Regions from separate parts of the Gossypium arboreum genome. Here region 1 is linked to region 2. Evidence: chromatin contacts called from public Hi-C data. All regions are on one chromosome and are shown on one strand. Each heading gives the region's core, a stretch centred on a gene start, on an enhancer-like site or on the middle of the called end of the contact. The rest is flanking DNA. Distances are from core to core; before and after follow the strand shown.

What was found. A called contact is a pair of places that touch in the nucleus more often than the background predicts.
Region 1: a Hi-C map of leaf shows a contact between it and region 2, with 2.2 times the contacts expected there. The contact joins the promoter of LOC108471302 here to the enhancer-like site in region 2. A contact is called at or near these places in 2 of 5 Hi-C or Micro-C datasets (both in leaf).

What each region holds. Positions count from the first base shown.
Region 1 is chr7:49,743,135-49,749,363 of ASM2569848v2, reverse strand. LOC108471302 (protein NRT1/ PTR FAMILY 6.4-like) reads left to right here and starts at 3,900. Exons shown (of 5, transcript XM_017772963.2): 1 at 3,900-4,029; 2 at 4,134-4,254; 3 at 4,350-4,567; 4 at 4,681-5,228; 5 at 5,974-6,229. The coding sequence starts at 4,027. LOC128295254 (a long non-coding RNA gene) reads right to left here. Exons shown (of 3, transcript XR_008285600.1): 3 at 3,496-4,547.
Region 2 is chr7:49,571,195-49,577,745 of ASM2569848v2, reverse strand. It overlaps LOC108489294, which reads right to left. Exons shown (of 16, transcript XM_053030721.1): 13 at 5,847-5,984; 14 at 5,664-5,776; 15 at 5,153-5,236; 16 at 4,871-5,047. The coding sequence ends at 5,031. Among protein-coding and RNA genes, the nearest start is that of LOC128295353, 16 kb to the right of the region's middle. Within about 2 kb of position 4,130, at least 2 of the 2 cell types and tissues checked have an H3K27ac peak or open chromatin away from gene starts, as enhancers often do. A contact at or near this core is called in leaf, where this site is marked.

The DNA of each region.
Region 1 (6,229 bases), core at 2,651-5,150, 170 kb before region 2:
GTCATTTGGTATTTTTCTTTTCTTTTCATATATTTGATTTTTTTAATACATATGTTTTTATTTTATTTTGTTAAATATGACTCCTATTTTCAGTCAAATTTGAAAAATAATCTTTCAGTTAAACTCTGTTTACTTGTTTCAATCAAACACTAATTAGTTTAGATTATTTTATTATTATTTGACCTATGAATTTAGCCTATAAATAGGCTCTTTTAAAACCTTAGAAAGATACACCCATTAGAGATTAGAACTCATAACATATTTAGAGAATTTTGTGTTTACGTTTTGAGGGTTCTTTATTTTCAGGTTTTCGGGGTTCAGTCTTTATCTCTATTTTTGTACTCTTCGTTTTTTTTTCCATTATAGTAAAATTATCTTTGCCCGTGGTTTTTTATCCTCTTTGAAAGGGTTTTTCCACGTTAAATTTATGTGTTCAATTTCTTAATTTACTCCGCTATTTTTCTTGTTCGTTGCTTAATCGGGGTGATCCTAACAAATGGTATCAGAGCTAGTTTAATTTTCATAGATCAGCTCATTCAAAGATGGCAACAACAAGGTTTGAAATTGAGAAGTTCGATGGTGAGACAAATTTCAATCTGTGGCAAGTTTGAATTATGGCAATTCTAGTTCAATTCGGTTTGAAAAAGGTTGTTATTGGGAAAAAGCTTGAGAATCTAAATAAAACAGGATGGGAAGAGCTTGATGAAAAGGCTTTGTCTGCAATCCAGTTGTGCCTCACGAATACGGTATTGCAGAAGGTATTGATGGTAAGTCCTCATCTGCCTTGTGGAAAAGGTTAGAAACTCTTTATGAGACTAAGTCTCTAGCTAACCTTTAGTGTTGAAATAACGTCTATTTACGTTTCGCATGAATGAATGTGAGCTTCTTAGAAATCACATCAGTCAATTCATTACTCTTTTAAATGATTTAAAGAACGTTGAGGTTTATATTGATGATGAAGATTAAGCTATGCTATTATTGTGCTCTTTACCTCTTTCATACAAGTCTTTCAGGGAGATCCTGATTTATAGCAAAGACAAACTCGACAATGAGCTTCATTTGGATAGCAAGAAAGATAGACAAGCTTCCGTTTTGGTAGCATCAAATAAACGAGACAAAAGGTGTCGCTATTGTAAAAAGTTAGGTCACGTCAAAGTATATTGTTATAAACTGCGAAATAAAAGAGATGCTGAGAGTAACGAGGAAGATGTAGCTGGTGCTAATTTGGTTAATGAAAATGGTGATGATTTCTTGTTAGTGTCAACAAGCAATAACTCTAAGCTCACGTCCGAGTGGATCCTAGATTCAGGATGTTCTTTCCATATGTGTCCCAATAGAGAATAGTTCTCCACATACAATTTGGTTGAAGGTAGAGTTGTGCACATGGGAAATAATTCATCTAGTAAGGTAATTAGTATTGGTACTGTTAAAATTAAGATGCACGATGGGACGATTAGGACACTTTCAGATGTCAGGTATGTACCTGATTTATGAAAGAATCTCATCTCCTTGAGTATTTTAGACTTGAAAGGATGCAGAATTAACATCGAGTCAAGCGGCATTAAAGTATCTCGTAGAGCTCTCGTTTTTTTAAAAGGTAAAAGAACCGGTAGTCTTTATATTCTGGAAGGTTCTACAGTGACTGATGAAATCGGACGTCCCTCGATAGAGCGGAGGCAACTTGGTCATAGAAGGGAAAAAGGTATGACCATTTCGTTGAAGAGAGGTTCTCTTTTGGATACAGGTTTTGAAAATTTAAGGCATTGTGTTCGTGAAAATCAGACCCGATTTAGTTTTGATTTCACAGTGTACAAGTCGAAGGCTAGAAGTCTTCCAGTTTCTAAGCACAAATTCGACTCAGTTAATTCCCTGCATAATTCAAGATAGGCTCGTGGCGGCTTTCGAAAAGATGGCGTTGTGAAAATATGAGTCAAGGTGGAGATTTGTTAAATATGACTCCTATTTTCGGTCAATTTTGAAAAATAACCTTTCAGTTAAACTCTGTTTACTTGTTTCATCAAACACTGATTAGTTTAGATTATTTTATTATTATTTGACCTATGAATTTAGCCTATAAATAGGTTATTTTAAAACCTTAGAAAGATATACCCATTAGAGATTAGAACTGATAACACATTTAGAGAATTTCGTGTTTACGTTTTGAGGGTTCTTTATTTTCGGGTTTTTGAGGTTTAGTCTTTATCTCCATCTTTTGTACTCTTCGTTCTTTTGCCATTATAGTAAAGTTATCTTTGTCCGTGGTTTTTTATCCTCTTTGGAAGGGTTTTTTCACGTTAAATTTGTGTGTTTAATTTCTTAATTTATTCTGCTATTTTTCTTGTTCGTTGCTTAATCGGGTCAATCCTAACATATTTTTATAATATTTTATTTTTAAATCGTTTTTATAATTTGTTATCAATTTTTTTAATATTTTTATTTTATTTTGAAATATTTTTAGAATTATAACTAAATTAACAAATTTTGTAAATGTTGAGAGCTAAATTTTTGAATTTTTTGCAAAATAGAATTGAAATAATAAATTTTTAAACATTGAGGTTTTTAATTTTTTAGATTTAAGATCTAATTGAGTGAATGTGTAAATATTAAATGGCTATGTGTTAATAAAAGATCCACATTAGAATTACGTTAGAGGTGTTCATGGGTCGAGTTTGGGTTGGGTTTAAGTATGATATTAACATACTTTATGTTTGTCCAAGTCTGGCCCAACTTGAAATCTGAGTCTAAAATTTTGCCCAAACCCACTCATATTTGCTAAAAATTAACTCAAACTAATTTTAGGTCTGCTCATATTATTTTAAATTTTTTAAAAAATATTTATATTATATTATTTTAATATATAATAATTTTATACATTTTTTATTTATTAAAAACTTGTATATAGTCATCTTAACATTGTTTTAATGTTTACATTAGAGTAGTATTATATATTTAATATAGATTTATTTTTTTAATGTGTTCTAAATTACATAATATATAAAAATAACATAATATAAAATATTATAAACTTAAAAGCAGTTAAAGTGGACTAGGCTCGAACTTTGAATGTTCAAACCCCGAGCTCAGTCCATATTTTAAACAGGCCTAATTTTTTTACCTAAATTCATTTTTTGGGTTTAATATTTTTATCCAAATTCTCTCAAATTTCGAGCAAACCTTTAGGTATAAACAAATAGCCTGACATATGAACAGGTCTAAATTTTGTTATTGAACTAACAACAAAAAAGCGGAAATATAATTAATTTTAAAAAATTGAATGAGGAAATAAATAATAATAATTATATAATAAAAATAGAAGCAAGACTATACTCATAATTTACCATGGTGAATATAACCCTCCAGGGAATATAATGTCAAATATTTGATTCAATTTAAAAAAGTGTATACTTCGAAAATAGTTAAATTAATAACGTGAAAACCTGTAGAAAGGCAAGAAAGATGTATTAAATTGCAGATGTATGCGAGAGGCAACCTCCATTGAACTAAAATTCTTTGTATTTAATAAATCCAATTGATCTTTCCAAGATTCAAAATTTGGTTAAAAGCAAACAAAAATGTGATGGACGGTTGCTAAACACAACATGACGTGACAATCAAACGGTCAAGAGTTTATCATCGACCCTACATGACATGACAACACCATAAATGATGACCCTTGCAATTACAAATTATGATACTAAATGATGACTAACCTGCAAGTTAAATGAAAATGTGAAGGTAAAACTATACACAATCCTCTTAGATGCATCAAGTACACAGGATGATAATAACACCAAAAAGACCACATTGTACAAAAATTTTAAAGCTCTCTCCCGACCACAAGTTGGGGAAACTCAGAAGATACAGCTAGTAAGTACCCAGGCCCATATCATGCATTCCCCACCCCCAATCATGCACTTCTCCCCTGCTGTTTCCCCCTCATAATATATTTGGAGCTAAACATTACTATTTTCCTCCCTCTCTCTCTCTCTCTCTCTCTCTCTCTCTCTCTTGCGCGCAGTTTCAATCATGGTATAGTATACATTCTATAAAATTATTATTAGCATGCTTGAATATAATTGATCATATAATGAATAGTTTCTTTGCTGCCTGGATTTTGCTTTGGATGCTCATAGGTTTTGGTTGGAAGCCATGGTGAGAAAGATGATTCAAATGAGGGAACCGTGGTTGATTTCCGCGGGAATCCGGTGGACAAGTCGAAAACCGGTGGATGGCTCGCTGCAGGGCTCATCTTAGGTGTTTCACGATGAATTTCAGAAGCTTAAAAGTGCGGTGTACCTTGGTCCCCATCTTTCTTCTTTTGCTAATATGAAGGGAAATTTTTGGTGCAGGATCTGAGCTCTCCGAGAGGATATGTGTGATGGGCATATCTATGAATTTGGTGACGTACTTAGTTGGAGATTTGCATATCTCAGCAGCAAAATCCGCAACTATAGTTACCAACTTCATGGGCGCTCTTAATCTGCTTGGTCTCCTCGGAGGTTTCTTAGCCGATGCCAAACTCGGCCGATACTTGACTGTGGCACTCTCTGCATCCATAACTGCTCTGGTAAGGTTTCCCTTACCGATAATAAGAAATAAAAAAGATATCTTTACGTCTACTTCTTTGCAAACAAAGACTTTAATATAACTTTTTTTGGCTGCCATCTCATCTTAACTCAGGGAGTGATTTTATTGACACTGGCTACGACAATTCCCAGCATGAGGCCTCCTTACTGTGATGACTACAGAAGGAAGCATCACGAGTGCATCGAGGCAAACGGCCGGCAACTGGCTTTGCTGTATGCGGCACTGTACACAACAGCACTTGGTGGTGGGGGAATAAAGTCTAATGTCTCGGGTTTTGGGTCGGATCAGTTCGACGTGGCAGACCCCAAGGAGGAGAAGGCTATGATTTTCTTCTTCAATAGGTTCTATTTCGGCATCAGCCTGGGGTCATTGTTTGCGGTGATTGTGCTGGTGTATATACAAGACAATGTAGGAAGAGGGTGGGGATACGGGATTTCAGCAGTAACAATGGTGATTGCGGTAGTGGTTTTGATTTGTGGGACTCCATGGTACAGGTTCAAAAAGCCTCAGGGGAGCCCTTTAACTGTCGTATGGAGGGTTCTATTATTGGCATTGAAGAAGAAAAATCAGCCTTATCCTTCCCACCCTAGCCTCTTGAACGATTACGATAACCGAAAGGTTCCCTACACGCCAAGATTCAAGTAAGTCTGATCCCATTTGGTTTTCATGCCACATCTTTCTTTTCACAACTGTTGCAAATTGCAGAGTTTTGGTTTGATTTTCACTTGCATCAGATTCAAAACCCAAGCTTAAATTTCATTTTTTTTTTCGCAAAACTTTGCTCTGATTCAAGAACATTAAACCATTTTAATTTTAAATTGAGCTAGTGTTAAGTTATTTTTATACAAATTGAAGGATTTTGCTTCATTGTCAGTTCATATGTTGCTCCAACCCCCATATGATTAGATATGGGTTTGAGGATCAAACCTTCCAAGTAGATTATTAAAAAATAAAAATAAACGTATCTATATAAACAGATAATCTAACATTCGTAGCCCAATATGCGTAACATAGTTCATACACAACAGATATTAAAAAGAAAAATAAATGGTAAAAGGTAGGGCCCCGCAAAAAAAAAAAAGGCAGGGAAAGGAAATCTTCCAACTTGATCATGAAATGCAACTAAAATCAGATATCTGACCCTTTCCCATCAGTGTCTAGCCATTCATTTTACCTTAAAACAACTCCCTGCTCCTAACAGCTTCTTTTGTTTCATGCTGAAGATATTCTACCTAATTTTTAGATTTATGCATTAGTAGAAAGAGGAGAATCTGTTCCAAGTTTCCCTGACCATGTTTGCATCAAGAGCCAAAAGAATTAATTGACTAATTACATATTTGCCAGAAAAGTAACCAAATTTGATTTCAACGTGCTTGTGATGACTAGGTTTCTGGACAAGGCTGCAATCCTAGACGACAACTGTGCTGCCAACGCAGAAAAAAATAACCCATGGCTAGTATCAACTGTGACCCATGTGGAAGAAGTAAAAATGGTGATTAAATTACTCCCCATTTGGTCTACGTGTATACTCTTCTGGACAATCTACTCCCAGATGACCACGTTTACAGTTGAGCAAGCCACCATCATGCACCGCAAAATTGGTTCTTTCGTAATCCCCGCAGGATCTTTCTCCGCTTTTCTC
Region 2 (6,551 bases), core at 2,881-5,380:
ATGTGTTTTATGAACCAAAATAAATCAATGGATAGATGGATAAGTGTCCAATTGAACCATTTGAGGTATAAACCCCAATAAACTCAATTAATGGCTCTAATCAACACCCCAAGAAATAATCCTTGACAAATTGAAGGATGAAAATAATGAATTCTCACGACTCCTTGAAGAAAATCGAGAAGAGAATTGCTTCAAAAAATCATAAGAAAGCAATCTTTCACAAAAAAAAGTAACTCCCAGAGTTGAAATTTTATTAATGAAAAAAATTTGTGTATCTAATGATCAATGGATAGGCTGTTATAGGCTAGCTAAGTACATTCAAATAAAATTCTCAAGTATACTAAAATTCTAATTAATCTAAATAAGTAGTTTTAAACTAACTTTTCTTGTTGACTAAAAACAAAATACTTCTAAATAACTTAAAATACTTAAAATATATATCCAAAATTCAAATTAATAAATAATAAAACCTAATAAATACAATATTGGACTCATGTATAATAAAAATTAAACCTAAAAATCGAACCCAATATAATTTAAATTCAAATTAAAAGCTTGAACCTCACAATTTCCATAACAATCTCGTCTAGAACTTCTGCTCGTGCAGTCTTTACTAAAACTGTCTAACTTGAGCTCACAAACTCAAAATTGAGTGATTCAAAGTGCATTTCGAAGCTAAGAGATAGATATTCAAAATCTATGAAGACCATCTCAACCTAAAAATGTTTGGATCCCATCCAAAAAGTCATCACAAGTTGATTAACTTTCCAAACTTGAAAATTGGTAGCTTCGATGAATGAAATTTAATAAATTTTACCCCATCCATACATGTATCATCCCCCTTTTCTTCAAAAAGATTTGTCCTCGAATCTTGTCCTTATTTGAATAGGAAAGAATCTTTATCGTAGGTGGAATGGGTTAATTGAGCTTCTCTCAAAGGATCAACAAATTTCTAAAAGAATGAAACAAGTCCACTAGACAAATTCCAATTAAGGTTAGTGAAAACATAATCATTCCTCTCTTTTCGATAGTTTTTCTCTTTCTTTGTATTCTCTTTTTCAATTTGAATTAAACTCTCTAATTTTACCTTGTAAGAATTTTCACTCACCAAAGTTGGACCACTAAATTGACTTTTATTGCTCAATGTCTATTTTCTCTTAGTCTTTTTACTTGAATCATATCAATTCCCTTTAACCCCTCACAAAAAATTTGAACTTTAAATTCATAAGAATACACAACTATTTAGGAGGACAAAAAAGGTCTAACTCGTCCAAATCCATAGCCTCTAGGAAACAAATTCTCACTATCAACTTTTTTCAGTTCACAAAGTGTAATGTCATCATCATCACAGTTCTCACTATACTGTCACCTTCTTTAACATCAACTTTGGAACAAGGTGCAATGTTAGATCTCGACTTAACAATAAGCACAAAATCATTTACTGTCTTCACAAATGGTGTCACTCAAAGTTTCTTTCTCATTCATATCATCATCGTCAATGGTAGCACTAAAAGAAGAGTCCTCAATAGGCTCAGTGTCATACGTAAGTTCTTCTTCGCAACTTTCATCACTAGATGGATAGCGAATCAAACATTGGGAACCATAATGATCTTTTGAACTACACCAATGACATTTCACAACATGTGAGAGATAAATCTTACTCTCCTTTGCTTGTTGGCATTTAGAGTCTTGGTGATCCCTCTTATCACCAAACATTTTTTTGTGCTCCTCAAAAGGTCGTTTAAGTGTGTGTATCTTGCAATGACCTTTGTTCAAATGTCTTTCCTAACAAATCCATGAATAATAGAATATTTTTGGGCATTGGAAACAACATGTTCATGCAGATTTTTTACAAATATGGCATCTATTCTTTGCCCAAGGTTTATCATTCTCCTTTGTGCAAACCATTTTAAGAATTTGAAAGTAAAAGTACTCAAACAGAAAATTGATCAAATAAAATCAAGCCTCACCATTATGCACTCACCATAAAAATAAACAACTCGAGACAAAAGAAAAAAATTAAGATTTTCTCTCTTGTAACTTTTAAAGATTAATCAAACTAAAAAATATTTGAAAATATGGGTGATCACGCTCTAACAAATCTGACCTAATGCTTTAAAAAGCAAAAGAAAAACTTGACCCCAAGGGAAGTAAGTTACTCGAAGAAAGGAGAGGCAACTCTTTTTATATTTATTAATACAAGAAGGAAAAATGTGTCAGAATGTATAATAGAATAAAGGAAAGCTAAAAACAAAAGAAAACCTAAGGCTAGAATCAAAGAAAATAAACTACCCAGCAAAAAACTCGAATCGAAACAATGGAAAACAACTTGGATTTTTTGTTCAAGGTGTTTCTGATGTGCTAAAATCACAAAAATTAAATTGGAGCCTCTTTATATGATAAATATAAGATCTGGAAATTTTGGGCACAAAATTCAACCCACAAATGTTTTTTTTTTAATTTTTTTAATTTTTTTTTACTTTTCTTTATTTTTTCAATTTTTTTGTGGGAAATATTTTTTTTCAATTTAATAAACTTCCAAGAAATAGTAAACAAAATTTCAGATCAATTTGAATTCGTTTACCCACTGAAATCAATATTTTTCAAAAAAAAAAATTAAAGGTAAAGACAATTTTTAGAGGCTGTTCAAGCAAAATCGGCCAAAACATTGTATTTAGCATAATGAAACAACTCAAAAACACTCAAATTTGATCAATAAGAAATTCAAGTTGTTTTCTTTATTTAGTTATTATGTTGAATATTTATCCTTATTTTTATTTTTTAAAATTTTCTTTGTTTTTCTTATTTTTCTAAATCTGTTTGTCTTTTTTCTTTTCAAGTGTGATCCAAATATTTCTTTCTCGAGTCGAACAACTTGAATACAATCTTCTTCTGCTTTCTCCTGGATCAACTTACTAAGCTCCTATGAAGCTTAACTTGTTTTCAAATGCGTAGATTGCAGAAAGTGTTTGTGCAAAAAAAAAGGTTGAGCATGGTTTGTCAAATCACAACTCATCAATAAGGTAAGAATTGAGAACCATGGATTTTGTGTCTTTGAATTAGTGTGGCATGTACCTAGGTATCCAGTAAGTAGGAAAGTGATAGATAGTTAGGGAACTGGCACAAAGTTGAGTTTTGTTTAAATGGAGAGGTTTTGAACCTTTGTGGTACATTAGATGGAGATTGAACATGGATGATGTAAAAGTTGAACGTCGACAATGACAATATAAAACGATCGCAAAGCAAAAAGAAAGAAAGATAAGAACACACAGATTTCACGTGGAAACCCTTTCGGGAGAAAAACCATTGATAGTGGAGAAGAAAATTCACTAATGTTAAATTTGAATGATACAAGAGGAGTTTAGACTACATCTATTTATAGGTTGAAAAACCTTATTATAATCAATGTCAAATAGAAGCAATGTAGTAAGGTTGAAACACCTTATTCTAATCAATATCAAACAGAATAAGTGTACTTTTATACAGATTTCACTTGTACAGCTTGTACCGTATCGTGAGGGCACACCCTCGGTTACGACCCCAGTCTAATTTTATACTTAATGGAGATTTGCGGCGGCTATGGCCCTCGACCTTTGCCCCCACAGATCCCCTTATTTTGCCATTATTTTTTTTAACAAGAAGTTGGGTCATACAACTCTAATAGATGAATTGCATGATGTTTACAAAGATAATTAGGAGTATTTTAAGGTCAAAGAATGATTGAGAATGATTGGGATTAATTGGAGTAAGTTATGACACTTTTTGAGGTATTTTTAAGCTTGATTTTAGCTTCCATACACCCAAATTTTGATACTTAGAGGGCTTGTATTGATAAAGCTCAAACATAATGTAAAAATGAATAGTATCAAGGTCAAGGTACCGATAAATTGGGGCATGCGTCAATACCTCTACCTTGTTTTCTTAATTTATGTTGTTTTTTACATCAAGGGGTCTCTGAATGATCTCTGGTTGCAACCAGATTACATATTCAGTTTAGAAATTATTGAAGAAGCCTTAAATAGCTTCAAATGAGTCTAAAAGATGAGTAGAACATGAGTGATGTGTTTGGTACGTAAATGTAGCATTTCTTACATGGTAAGGGGGTGTTACAATCGTCGTAACGGTAGAAGTGGTTGCGAAGGACCAATTCTCAAAAGATTTTGGCATTATCCAATGGTAACTGATTAGTAAACCAAACTGGTGGCATCTTAGAGAAAACACACCGATGAGTTGAAGTTGACTTTTTTAGTTGATTAGTTGTTCCAGAACTTAGTCATTAGATAGGATTTGGGCTAAAACTTGCTATCGACTAACAAGGATCGTAAGTGGTTGGTCTGGATCCAAATATATACGTGGTCAAAGCTAAAATTAAGTTAAATTTTAACATATGTAATAAAGCTTTAAGTTGCCCCTTAATTGCCCAAATCTAGTCTGATCTAGTCTTTTTAGCTAATGCAATGTTTCTTATTCGCTAGGAATGTTGGCAAGTCACACTATGCATAGCTTTTGAGTCGGATAAAAGCTAGAGGTGATTCCTCTACGTGCCACGTGACATTGTTCTTACTAGCATAGCATTTATGTTTTGTACTTTATAAAGCCTAAGCTCATGTGATCTTTGTACCAGTTGGAACTTGAGCTCTTTTGGGCCTTGTTACAGGCCTTAGCCCATTTGGCCTGGATATAACAATAATGAATAATAAAAATTTTCAGTGATTAAAAATATTTCCAAATGAATGCTTTTATATATAAATCTCTCTCTCTCTACATATATATATAAACTAGTTTTTAAATTCTTATCTAAGTTTGTTTTTCCTTTTTCTGACGTAAAAGATTGTAGTAAAAATTTGCAAATGCTTGAACTCAAAATCCATACCCAGTAAATGGTACTTCTTGAAATAATTTCATCACCAAGTTAAGCTTTGAGTAATATTCTTGTTCTTACAATTCTTCAGATTCAGAGTAATTTTATAGTTCTACAATAAAAGCCAATATCAAACTACAATACAGTGCTCCTTGAGCCCTAGGAAGCTTTATCTACATATGGCTTCTGCTCAAAATTTACTTAGTGTAAATAACGAAGTACATAAGACAAAAAAGAAAGGAAAAAGAATCTACATTTTGAAGTAGATGTTGAAGAACATTGTCGCCATACCTTTTCCAGCAGCACTCATCTTTCCATAAAACTTATTCAGACATCGCTTCAGCTTCTCCATCCACAAAACCAGAGTCGTTACCCCTGAAAATGTTAAAATGTTCCAATCATTCAGGTACCTTTTTTTTTATTACCTGACATACCTACATATCAGAACTTATGAGAAGAAAAAACCTTACCTATAGTAAGCCTTAGAAGAATGTATTCTATATTTCCTATCAATCTGGTATATAGGGCCAATGATGTCAAATCTGAACACACGAGGATAAAGTAATCGTATTCCTTAAATTGTAAATTAAAACAAAATATGCGACCACAAAATCAGTTCCTTCCAAGAATACCGACGTTAACTGCTCATGAATATAAAAATCTCTTTCTTACTATACACTCGTAAATGTACAAACACAACAACAGATGCATCCATTAAAAGCTCTCCCTGGCTTGGCCAGATAACAACTGATTTAGAATAAAATTAAAGGAAAAAAAAAAAGGGTTTAGAAGAACTGTTTACCAGAGCATGGATTCGACTTCAGAGAGAGACCAAGTGAGGCATATTTTCCATAGGTTAGCAACCTCACCCATTTTGAAGCACCAAGCTTGCTTACTGTAGATCTCAGTAATTCACTAAAACAGAAAAGACCAAAATGAGATTAGGAGCTATTGAACTCCAAATAGGCTACTGAATTTATCTTACTCTGTCCGCAATATTATGAGAAAGTTGGAAGGAAGAGATTCCATAAACGAAGATATGTCCTCCATCTCTAGAGCCTTTAAATGTTGTTTCATCTTCTTTTGCTCTTCAACCAACATTCCCTTCCCAATGCCAGATTTACTGCCAATCAGATTACAGAAGGGATAATTAGATTGGTATCATAATTGTTATAATATAATAGTCAGTAAACTGAACCTTCAATCTATCCAGTCAACACCTCTCCCAAAACAAAAAACACAGAAGGAAAAATGGAAGATGCCTCACCATATCAGGGGGATAGGAACCTACAGAAAGATTTATGCTTCTAGTTATCATTTAAATGAATACTACTAAACATGTGTTTGGAAAGCCACCTGTAATTGAATTTGAGTGCAATTGTGTATAATTATATGCGTGACAAGTGTGGGTAATCATTATAATTATTAAGTCCCACTGAATTAAATATAAACATAAACGTAGCACCCCAGTTACTTGCCCCAAGAACTCTTATAATTATAAGAAATTCTAATTCTCTACAAGTGTTTGGTTGACAAAGTATAATTATAACTTAAGAAATAAAACAAAAAAAGACCAAAATATAAAGGTGATACACGGTTTCTTTATGCTTAATTTAAAGACAAATAACTACAAATTTCTTCAAATAATCAAGTTTTGATAAGTGGATTACTATCTCAACGAGAAATTTCT